Regions from separate parts of the Mus musculus genome. Here regions 1 and 2 are each linked to region 3. Evidence: chromatin contacts called from public HiChIP or PLAC-seq and promoter capture Hi-C data. All regions are on one chromosome and are shown on one strand. The core of a region is the stretch at or near the end of the contact, and the rest is flanking DNA. Distances in the headings are between cores, read along the strand shown. Region 1 holds the start of Sass6 (SAS-6 centriolar assembly protein). Region 2 overlaps Mfsd14a (major facilitator superfamily domain containing 14A). Region 3 holds the start of Agl (amylo-1,6-glucosidase, 4-alpha-glucanotransferase).

Region 1 (3,249 bases), core at 193-2,692, 210 kb before region 3:
ACGTTTAGTACTAGCCCTACAGCCAAAGCTGACCAAGTATTTACTCTTAATTTTTCTCAATTGTTTATTTCAATTTATTTCAGAATGTTCATGAAGATACGCACACTGAATTTTAGAGAAAGTTAAGGAATTTTCAGTATTAAAAAAAACAACATTATTTCATGTATAGACTTTTAAATTAAATTCCAGTGTGATTCTTTGATGGAGACCAGCTAGTTGGGAGGCTAAGGCAGGAGAATTCCTGGGATCAGATGTTCAAGACCAATATGAGCAATTCAGCAAGATCCCCATCTCAAAAACAGAAAGTTGTCTTTCAAGGGAAATAGTACTCTAACTTTCAAAGCGTAATCACAGAACACACACACACACACACACACACACACACACACATTTTTAAAATCTATTGTTTGAGTTTAGAAACAGTGTATAGCAGGTTAGTAAAATGTTTTCTTTTTTGGTGTAGAGGGTAATGAGGCTTCCTGTGACTTTAGACTTAACTCTCCAGGAAAACACCTTATGAACTTGTAATTATTATTCTGGGACGGAGAAGGAAAAATAAACGTAAAATAACAAACTTCAAAGTTGAAAGCAAAGTTTTTTGTTTTGTTTTGTTTTGTTTTTTTCTTTTTTTTGTCTCTCAACAGACATTAATGTCATAAGACATTTTGGTTGTAAGTGCAAAAGTATTAGTGGCTCCTAATGTATAAAGAACAGGCAAATTACTAATCTACAAGTCTAAACAAACAAACAAAAATTGTTTCTAAGTTTCTTCCCCATGCATTCACAAGTGGTTATCGTTCAAAAACAATAACTATAATTAATTAGAACCCAGTTAATAAAACCTAGTGATCTTTTTCAAGCACTCCTTTATAAAAATAATCACTTCCCCTGAGGATGGGGGACTAGCGGAAGGAAGGATGAGTGTAAGGGTCTCTGAGACAGCAGAGGGAGCTTTTAGTACAAGAAAGCAATGCTCCTCGGGGGCTCCTCGCGGCTCCGAGCGGTGGGCAGAACTGCATTTACTTAAATCCATGGGACGGAAGCAGGAACCTGTCAAAGGGGCGAGACTGGGGTCCAGCACCCACAGACCCGCGACTCCCAGGAAGGGAGGGCGATAGCTGACCTCGGCGGAGCCAGCGTGTTCGCCACAGAACCTTTTCCCCGCGGCCGCCACCATCCTGCAGAAGCGCTTCTTCTTTTCTACGAAGTAGTTGCATCTGCCGTCGATGGGAAATCCGATCGAGGGCGAAGTCGCCGCCGGAGCCTCCATAACGCTGGGTCCTTTTGAAAGCCTGGCTCAGCCCAAAGTTGTCAGTCCCCTTTGGTCCCACTTCCCTTAACAAACGTGGCCGCCTGAGGGGGGTGGGTCCACGGAAATGACGCATCAGCCCGGCTCGGTCGGTGCCCGAACCGGAAAAAGGTGACGGTGGCTGACGAGGTCCAAAGCTCCTTCGTTCCCTCTGTTTATCGTTTCCCTCCTCCTCCGCGGGAGCTGAGCGCCAAACTCAAACTCATCGGGACCGGCTCTTCTTTGCAGCCGGGACCGAAGGCCGGGCCTACTGGGCTTCTTCACCCTCCCGTCGGGGCAGCGGTCCGACATGAGTCAAGTTCTGTTCCAGCAGCTTGTTCCCTTGCTAGTGAAATGCAAAGACTGCGAGGAGAGGTGAGCTCCCGGAGCCGGCGGGTGGCGGTTGGGGTCGCGCCAATGGGGAAGATGGCGGCTGGGTTCCGTGGGGATCGGTCGGTCCGCGGGTGTCGGACTGTCACACCGGGAATCGGGAAGGGACCCTGCGGACTTAATGGATACCTTTGTTTGTGGCCGGGCCGGCCGTTGCGGAGGGGACGCGAGGAAAGGGAATGAGGAAATGGCAAGCCGACTCCTTCACGTCCGTGTTCTGGCCCTCAGCGGGACAGAGCCCAGCCTGTCCTTTCTGGGTGGCAACTCTGATTCTCCCTGTCATTTCCACAAAAGCTTCACGGTGACTTCAGGGAGCTGTCCGCACTAGGATTCAGGTCGCCCGGCCCTTCACTCATGCTCTCCTTTGAAGAACACTGGGGGTGAAGCTTTAGAACTCCATCTAAAAACAAAACAAAACGTTCAGTGACATATTTCGGTTCATCCGCACGTCAGTTTCAATCATTTAACCAACTCCCAAAACTGGAAAAATCAGGAATTCTGTACATTCAAAACATAAGTCAACCCGTAAAGCCCTTCGTCGGACCCCTGGGGATACCTTGATCTTCACAGAGTTTACACTAGGGTATCTTATCGCACAGATGAATGCAAACTTGCCACACTAACCACAGGCGATCTGATTTTTCCCTCTTTTACTAATAACTTTTTAGTTGTTAGTTTCTGTGAACATTACATTTTCTCATTTGCTAAATTGATTTAATATGTCTAGCTGTTCATTTGATTGCAATGAAGACCAGGTGTGAAAATGTTTGTAGAAACTAAACGGTGAAAAAAATGTTGAATTAAAAAACAACAAAAACAAAAAGAAGACACTGATGTATTGAGTCGCTGGACTGTTAAACTGTGGTATGCGATTTAAAATTAGGTCCAGAATCAACCAGCAAAGCAGTCAGAAAAATGGACTTAAAACATCAGCCGTATATAGGAATCTGTAGGTTATTTAATTGTCTTATTGTTTGTTTGATTTTGACAGTTGAAGTGGTGCCCTCACTTAGCATGCTCTACCACTGATGTGTAACCCCCACCCCACCCCAGCCTCTCATTGGTGATTATTTTGTGATGTTTAATATATAGACATGTAGTTATTGAATTCGGGCTAATCCAAACTGATGTCTGTAAGTATAAAATTCATAGATTTTGAAGACCTGCTAGTAACAGAAATGTAAAAAGTCTCAATTTTATGTTGATTATCTGTTGCGGCTTTATTTAGGGTATATTGGGGTCAAATGTATTCAAATTAATTTTTACTTTGAGAGTTATTTTTTTTAAGTAACTTCTAAACAGTTTAAAGTGACACACATGACTCAAGTTTGTGGTGTCCATTTTGTTTCTGTTGGGCAATATGGGCCATTACTTGTGATTCCATGCCTGACACTCTGAACTCTTCTTCGACACATTAAATTGTAATCACAGTTAATCGTGTTAAAACACAACTTCAACTTTAAAAATTACTCAGCCGGGCATGGTGGTGCACGCCTTTGATCCCAGCACTCGGGAGGCAGAGGCAGGCGGATTTCTGATTTCGAGGCCAGCCTGGTCTACAGAGTGAGTTC
Region 2 (3,731 bases), core at 801-3,300, 160 kb before region 3:
AAGGACAAGAAATGAAGCAGCATTGGGAGAGCACCAGCAGACCTGGCTGCTTCACTGCAGAGGGGAGCACACTTACCACGGGCTGATCTTCATCAGAGGAATAGGGGCACACGTGAAAAACACTGTTAGCAGCAGGAAGGACTTTCGGCCCCAAACATCAGAAAGAGCACCAATAAGTGGGGCACTGAGGAATGACAACAAACCCTAGAAATCCAAATGGTAAAAAAAGGATTGATGCTCAATATGCATGAGCCAACAATCAACTCTTCTGCTGGAACAAAAAAACTTTATAGTAACTCTACTTCTAGGATAAATAAATCATTTAGTTTTAAATAAACAGTAATTTATTTCTTACCTACATACTGTTTTAAAATTTCTTTAGGTTGGCTAAGGAAATCATCTGTTGGCTTCTGCCTGAGTATTAACTATGAAACTACAGGAATGAAGCCAGCCATTCTGGAAGACTATCACAGGTTATCTGGTTTATACTGGGAAAAAGACTTTATAAGCAGACTACATGGATGAAGGGTTTGGGAGTAAATTTTTTCTTTCTCCCCACTCTCCTTAACACCAGGTTGTAATGTTGAAAGAGCACTAAAACCTCTTAAACGAGAATTCTAATATAAAAATAAGAAATATAAAGTCGGAGTCAAAGCTTATATAGAGCCCAGAGTCCAAAAAGAATTAACTAATAACTCAAATTATACTCTATCTAGTTATAAAAACTTTATTCCTCAGGGATACAATCAGCATACAAAACTATAAATATAAATACATGTGTGTACATGTGCACACACATAGAACTAACCATACCTTTACTCCTTGAATTAGGCCATTCATCAGAAATGTATGTTTAGGGAAGGTTTCATGCAATACCTAAGACAAAGAAAAAAGCCACATTACATTTTACTCTCGGTAAATTGTCCACGTTAACATTTTCAAACAACTCCTACCCTTGGCTTTTCTTTTTTTTCTTTTCTTCCTTCCTTCCTTTCTTCAAGATAGGGTTTCTCTGTGTCTCCCTGGCTGTCCTAGAACTTGTTCTGTAAAGCAGGCCGGCCTTGAATTCAGAGATCCACCTGCCTCTGCCTCCCAAGTGCTGGGATTAAAGGTGTGGGCCTCCTCCGCCAAGCTCAAACAACCTCTCATAATGCAGTCTAGTTTTATTTCATATGGATTTCCAGATTAGCATGGTGCTGTGGGCTCTCAGAGATGGAGCGACTGAGCTCGCTCGTCTGGCTTGGAAGCCAGCGCTTCTTCCACTCAGAACACTGCCTGTTCTGACATGGGGAGGCCACGAGAGAGAGGAAGAATGCCATTAAGCGTACTCAGGACATTTTGCAAGAACCAAGACATCTCCCCTTTCCTTTAGTTCCTCTTCTTGCCAATGACAAGAGACCTTGGAAAACATATTTTTTATAAATAAAAAATGAGAAACTTAGAGGAAACTGGAGGAGAGCTCTATGGTAGAGCATTGCCTGGCACAGACAAGGCCCTGCCTGGGATTTATACCCAGCGGAGATGAAAGATGAAAATAACAAGTAACTGTGAATTAAAGAAGCACATGAACGAGAAAAAGCATGTTTCTGGTTTTGTTTTTATACAACCTGGAGAGGAGTAGGAGGAAAGACCCCACCAGCATCTACCACTAAGTTGGCAACACTGCTAAGCAACTTACTATGCACAGGCAGCGCTCTCTTATTTGTTGGGAATAATAATTATCTAGTTTCAAAATCGCAAAGTTACAACTGGAGGTTTTAGAGTACGTGATTAGCATGCATGAGGCCCTACACTAATTCCAGGACAGGAAGGGAGGAAGTGAGTGAGCACTGCTAGCCTGAGGTATCTTTTTCTCGTCTTTTAAAGGGTTTTATTTGTGTATGTGTCACATGCTTGTTAGTATCTATGGGGGCCAGAAGAGAACGCTGGGTCTCCTGAAGCTGAAACTGCAGATGGTTTTGAACTGCCAGCAGAGGTGCTGGGAAACAAACTAGGGTCCTCTGATGAAGAGCAAGTCCTCTCAGCCATGAAGCTCTCTCGTCACTTCAGATGAGGTGACATCATCTGTTAGTTACAATAAAGGCCCAAGGAACTGAAGCAGGGACTCTGCACCACACTCAGGGTGTTTAACTTCAGCTTTATCAGGACCGGGAATAAACAGAGTTCAGAGGCAGAGCACTCATCAGCTTGCATGAGGAAGCCCTACACTCTTTTGTTCGATTTTACTATCGAAGCTTTAAGGCCTAGAAATTTTGGAAGCATCACTGAACAGATAACACATTATAATTGTCTCTATTTGACTTACTCTCATAATGGCAGAGGTAAAGGCCACCGAGAAGCTACACATTCTTGTCACGTCTCGACACACAGTGGGTAAGATTTCAGGAGAACCTTCCCATCAGACTTAACACAGTTCTATCCCATGACTCCAGCTCCTATGCAAGCTGAGGCAGGGGCTTACAGAGTTTATGGCAAGCCTGGGCAGCATAGTGATAACCCTTCAGGAGCTAGCGTGCGTGCACACCCCATACACACACCCCTACATTCTGAACAACTATGGATCCATTTTAGGTAAGTTAGCTCTACTTTTTAAAAAGAAAAGGACCTCTATCAAAATGCATTCAAACTAGCATTCTTATAGCTAAGTATATTACTGAGAGAGCTATCCTAGCTTTAAATAAATGACAGATTATAAAGAAAAACTACTTATTTGAAGATGATTATGGCCTGTGTATTCAAACCTTGTAACCTTGTAACCTTGTTAAACATCAATATTTTATACACAAAAAGCAATGATTATGTAGGTGTAGATAAATCTGCCATACAATATGGATTGTGAACATTTTTAGACTCTTGCAATCTACTTACATGGTCATTTGATTTTTTTTTAAATGAACAATCTTTAATGTCTCATGAGTATAAAATGATCAAGCTCATGACCACACATACAAGTAAGCGAAGTGTTTTAAATTTCTCTTCTCGGGGCCTGGAGAGAGAAATGGCTTCATGACTAAGCACTCCCGAGCTGCTCTTCTAGAGACTCAGAACTACCTGCAAACCCCGTTCCAGGAAACCTAATACCTCCGTGCGGGCACCAGGTGCGCGCGTGGTGGACATACATACAGGCAGGCAAAATACCCATACATGTCATTTCTTAAAAATTCTACCCTGAGCTTCTGTAAGCTGCTTGCGCCTCCCACACAGACTCCTCTATGTGTGGGAATGGCACTCAACTTTCTTTTCCTCACTGACTGAGGAAATTATCCATCACCTGAGCTGTTGGTTCAGGAAAACAGACCTCTATGATTCCAAATCTTGAAAAACATATGTAACATCACTTTTAGCCTTTGTAGATCGTGAGCTCAAATGAAACAAACTGACTTAGGAGAAGAGAGCTATGCAATTTACCTCAAAATAATTATGTTGAGTAATAAGGGCCCTGGATTTCACCTTCCTTAAACCAATCAGTGTAAAAATCCCTCCTCTCTCCCTACCGATCAGGGCGACCATGTCTCTGCTGGGACACACCCACACGTGTGCCACCACCCTAGGTCAGGGATACTTGCAAGAGATAACAAAAGCAGTAAGTACAGGCCACTTCTCAGGAAATGACCAGTTAGTGTCGGATAGCTATGGAAAGGGAAACAGGCCACCTTTTCTGCCATAGAAAACTAGTATGTACATTAAGGATTACTTACCACCAATGTGGGTGCTGTCAGTAGTCCCCAAGC
Region 3 (3,491 bases), core at 167-2,666:
TATGATTTCACGAGTTATAACAATAAATGCTATTACTAATAACATGCTCAATCTTTTAACTGCACACGCACTCTCTACCACTTCTTTTTCTCCCTAAGGTAGGGACTGAACCCAGGCTAGGCACAAGTTCTACCCACGAGGGACTTCCTATAACCTGTAGTGTCTGCCTCCGGTGGTCGTCTGCAGCAAGATGAGCTGAGCTATCTTTGTGCTAACGTGACAGGTCTATTCTTAATCAACATTCATTCCTCACCACCAATGTACCTACCATTTTGGCACAAATCAAGATCTATGAAATTTCAGCTAACTTAAAGTTATTTGAGTGCGCGAGTGTGTGTGTGTGTGTGTGTGTGTGTGTGTCTGTTCATGCAGAGGACTGAATCTACAGCCTCATTTATGCTAAGCATGCATTCTACCTGCCAACACCCAGTCCCTAATTTTAAGTTAAAAAAAAATCTAATAGAACGCCAATGCATTAAAAGACATAAAAAGAGCTAATCAAACAACTTGCAACGGACCTTGTTCAAGTCTGAAGAGGGTCTTCTCTAGCTTCTCCATCTCGTTCAGTAGTAAAATTCGAATCTGCTTACTGTGTTCCATTTTGGCTTCTGGAGGATTCGAACTCTTTCCGTAGAACTAAAAGGACTCCAAAGTGGAATGAGTTACCCCTATAAAACAAAGTGGAATTATTTAAAAAAAAAAAAAAAAGGAGAAGAAGAAGAAAAAAAAAAAGAAAGAAAGAAAGAAAAGAAAAGAAAATATGACCTAAAACTCTCTGGAGTTGACAGCGGCACTTACATGTCCTAGATAGGTTTAAAGCCAAGAAGAGCAATGAGAAAGAGCAAAATCTTGTCAGTAAAGCCCAACAAGGGAGAAGTTTCTTCTCTCTTGGAGCAGAATAAGAAAGCCTGAAGCAAAGATGTAGAGTCTTACACTCAGTTCAAAACAGAGCAGACCAACAAAACCCCTAAAGCATTCTCAGAGAAAAGCAATGCATCCGCGAAAACCCTGGAGTTCAGTGGCATAAATTCCGTTCCTGAGCCAGGGGGCCCTGAAAACTCCAAATGGCACTGTAGCCTCCAGCAGATCAGGCTGCTGAACAGGTGGAAGAGCGCCCAGTTCCCAAATTCGGGTCTGAAGCCACCAATAGGGAGGTGATTGGAGAGGTTAGCAGTTGCTGTCCCGGGAATAGCTGCGGCGGCGGTGGCATGCGATGTACAGAGCGGCTATAGATAGAAGGAATGCGCGTCCGGAGACGGACGCATTCCAGGCACTTACGAGCGGGATAGACGTGCGGCGTCGGGAGCGGGAGCCGGAGCCGGGTACAGCGGGAACGCCGGACGCAGCGGCGGCCCGGGGAGGGCAGGGCGGCCGTGAAGGGCACGGGGAGGGGCGCCGGGACCCGGGCCAGGGGACAGTGACAGGCCAGGGCCGCCGAGACTCCGCCCCCCGCGGCCGGAGGACGTGCCGACTCCGCTGGGCCCCGGACTAGCCTGGGGGGCGTGGCCCTGCCTCCCCGCCCACTTCCGGGAGCCATCGCCCCCGCTAGCACAGACCACTGATCTCGCGAGAGGTGGGCACGGCTTGTGGGTTTGAGGGGGTCTGGGCTTTGGGAACTGTCATTGCCCTGATGTGCGATCGCTCTGCCTCTCTAGGAAAAGTGAGTTCAAGAGCGAAGAAGAGCTGGGATAATGTTTAGTTAGGGACGTTCTTTCTGGGAAGAAAATGCAAAGTTGGGAAAACCAAGTTTCTTAAAATTCCCTGCTTGGCTTCATTAACCTTGTGACACACTGGTCGCTGGGAAGAGGGGACCTCAGCTAAGGAACTGCCTCCATCAGATTGGCCTGTGGGCTTGTGCATGGGAGCATTTTCTTGTTTTATGGTTGCTATATGGGAGGAAAATAGGCATGGCCACCCCTGGGCAGATGGGCCTTAGTTCCATAGGTAAACAGGCGGCCCAGCCCGGGAGGAGCAAGCCAGCAAGCTGCACTTCTCTATGGTCTCTGCTTGAGGTCCTGCCTCTGGGTCTTTCTCGTTGAGTTCCTGCTTTAACTTCCTCCAATAGAGCACTGTGACCAGGAAGTGTAAGCCAAACACTTTCTTTCCCCAACTTGCTTTTGGTTCAGGGTTTTGTCACAGCAAACATGCATTTTTATTTTTTATTTATTTTTATTATTATTATTTGGTTACCGTTGATTTAAAGACAAGGAAACAGACTCCCTCAAAGGTTAAGTAACATGCTTAAAGCCGCTTCATGAACAACGGAGTGTATGTGATTTCAAGTACATTCCCGATGATTTTGGTTCACTAAACCCTTCATCTAAGGTTGGCATTATTTTCCGTGGCTTGATATCAATAAGGACTTGGTAAAATGGAAGAATGAGTGTGCATTCTAGCTTATAAAGACGTTCTGGTTTTTCTGTGACAGTCATCTCAAGATTTCTCCTTCAGGTCTGATGTTCCCTTAGGCGTCTCTTCTGCTGTGTTCCTAGGAAGTGTGGAGGCCAGAGTGCGCCCTCTGTGAACTGGCTACAAACTCCTGCTTGACCATGAAATCCCCCAGTTGAAGGCTGCCTGCTAGACTAATGAACCCAGCAGGTCTTCGTTTGGGGAGGGTTGAAGAATGGGAGCCGGTGACTCAGATACCACACTCTATCGCTGTATGTTGGGTTTCTCTGATTTTCTTTTTTAAATGTAGATTACCCAAAGCGTTCTGATCCATAACTTCTCCATCTGAAATGTGGAGCATGGGTGCACGCTCTGACACTTTATCTGGTACAGATTCATCACACTATCCTCTGGCCAGCTCATTTTGCTGCTCCCCAGTGGATAGCTGTTCTCCAGGGCTGCAAAACTAGCCTTTCCCATTGTCCTGCCTCCAGCACAACTCACATGGTATGTCTAATGTCTCAAGTAGATAGCGGTGATTTATCCTTCTGAAAGTGCTTAAATTTTTCACGTGTTGTTAATTCTACTCAACTTTGGAGGTTTCATTTTGTGAAATAAGGAGAATAGTAAGTCACGGACATCTGCTTTGGTAAGAGACTCCTCGTAGAGTGCTTCTACAAGTCACATGACGTGACTCTAAAATGAGACTCGACAAGGATGTGCTATCTGTGAAGTTCTTGGAGTGCCAAAGATGGCGTTCCACAGCGCCACATGCATGCTGATGGATGTTTGTCACATTTGTGGCGTCCTGTGCATGCAGGATTTATATATACACAACAGTTTCATCCTGTAGCTCCCAGGAGAGAATCCTTAAGGACCTTCTAATAGACAATCTCAGTTTCTGTTAGTCCCGCAGATGAGAGGAGAAAAATGCCTACCCAAATCATGGACAGTTTAATTAAAGCAAGCTTTCTTTTTGTGCCTTCCCCTGACCCAGTGTTCATGAGATCAGCCGTGGATGTGGGAACGATACTGGTTTTTATACTCAGGAATGGGGGTGGTGGTGTTCCAAATAAGGGATTTGTCAGGCAATAGGTGGGGTT

The links. Promoter capture Hi-C pulls out the DNA fragments that hold promoters and counts their contacts. HiChIP or PLAC-seq counts read pairs in DNA pulled down with a chosen protein or histone mark.
Region 1: an H3K4me3 HiChIP or PLAC-seq map of embryonic stem cells shows a contact between it and region 3, with 37 read pairs. The contact joins the promoter of Sass6 here to the promoter of Agl in region 3. A contact is called at or near these places in 24 of 39 promoter capture datasets (the 3T3-L1 cell line, 3T3-L1-derived adipocytes, the C10 cell line and 17 more), 13 of 484 Hi-C or Micro-C datasets (CD4 T cells, LSK cells, cortical neurons and 8 more), 17 of 115 datasets of contacts at active chromatin or transcription factors (the 230-238 cell line, the SCID.adh cell line, astrocytes and 12 more) and 4 of 9 other capture datasets (adipose tissue, embryonic stem cells, liver and 1 more).
Region 2: a contact with region 3 is called in a promoter capture Hi-C map of hematopoietic stem and progenitor cells, with 2.1 times the contacts expected there. The contact joins the enhancer-like site here to the promoter of Agl in region 3. A contact is called at or near these places in 8 of 39 promoter capture datasets (the C10 cell line, the HPC-7 cell line, fetal liver and 4 more), 1 of 484 Hi-C or Micro-C datasets (CD4 T cells), 5 of 115 datasets of contacts at active chromatin or transcription factors (cardiomyocytes, effector CD8 T cells, embryonic stem cells and 1 more) and 3 of 9 other capture datasets (adipose tissue, liver and pancreatic islet).

The regions. Positions count from the first base shown.
Region 1 is chr3:116,593,516-116,596,764 of GRCm38.p6, forward strand. Sass6 (SAS-6 centriolar assembly protein) reads left to right here and starts at 1,443. Exons shown (of 17, transcript NM_028349.3): 1 at 1,443-1,663. The coding sequence starts at 1,599. It overlaps Trmt13 (tRNA methyltransferase 13), which reads right to left. Exons shown (of 12, transcript NM_030016.3): 2 at 1,124-2,078. The coding sequence starts at 1,270.
Region 2 is chr3:116,647,706-116,651,436 of GRCm38.p6, forward strand. Mfsd14a (major facilitator superfamily domain containing 14A) reads right to left here. Exons shown (of 12, transcript NM_008246.2): 2 at 3,699-3,731; 3 at 814-876; 4 at 77-204. Among named protein-coding and RNA genes, the nearest start is that of Mfsd14a, 13 kb to the right of the region's middle. Within about 2 kb of position 2,051, at least 24 of the 459 cell types and tissues checked have an H3K27ac peak or open chromatin away from gene starts, as enhancers often do. A contact at or near this core is called in adipose tissue, hematopoietic stem and progenitor cells and neutrophils, where this site is marked.
Region 3 is chr3:116,806,750-116,810,240 of GRCm38.p6, forward strand. It overlaps Agl (amylo-1,6-glucosidase, 4-alpha-glucanotransferase), which reads right to left and starts at 1,417. Exons shown (of 34, transcript NM_001081326.1): 1 at 1,279-1,417; 2 at 519-668. The coding sequence starts at 600.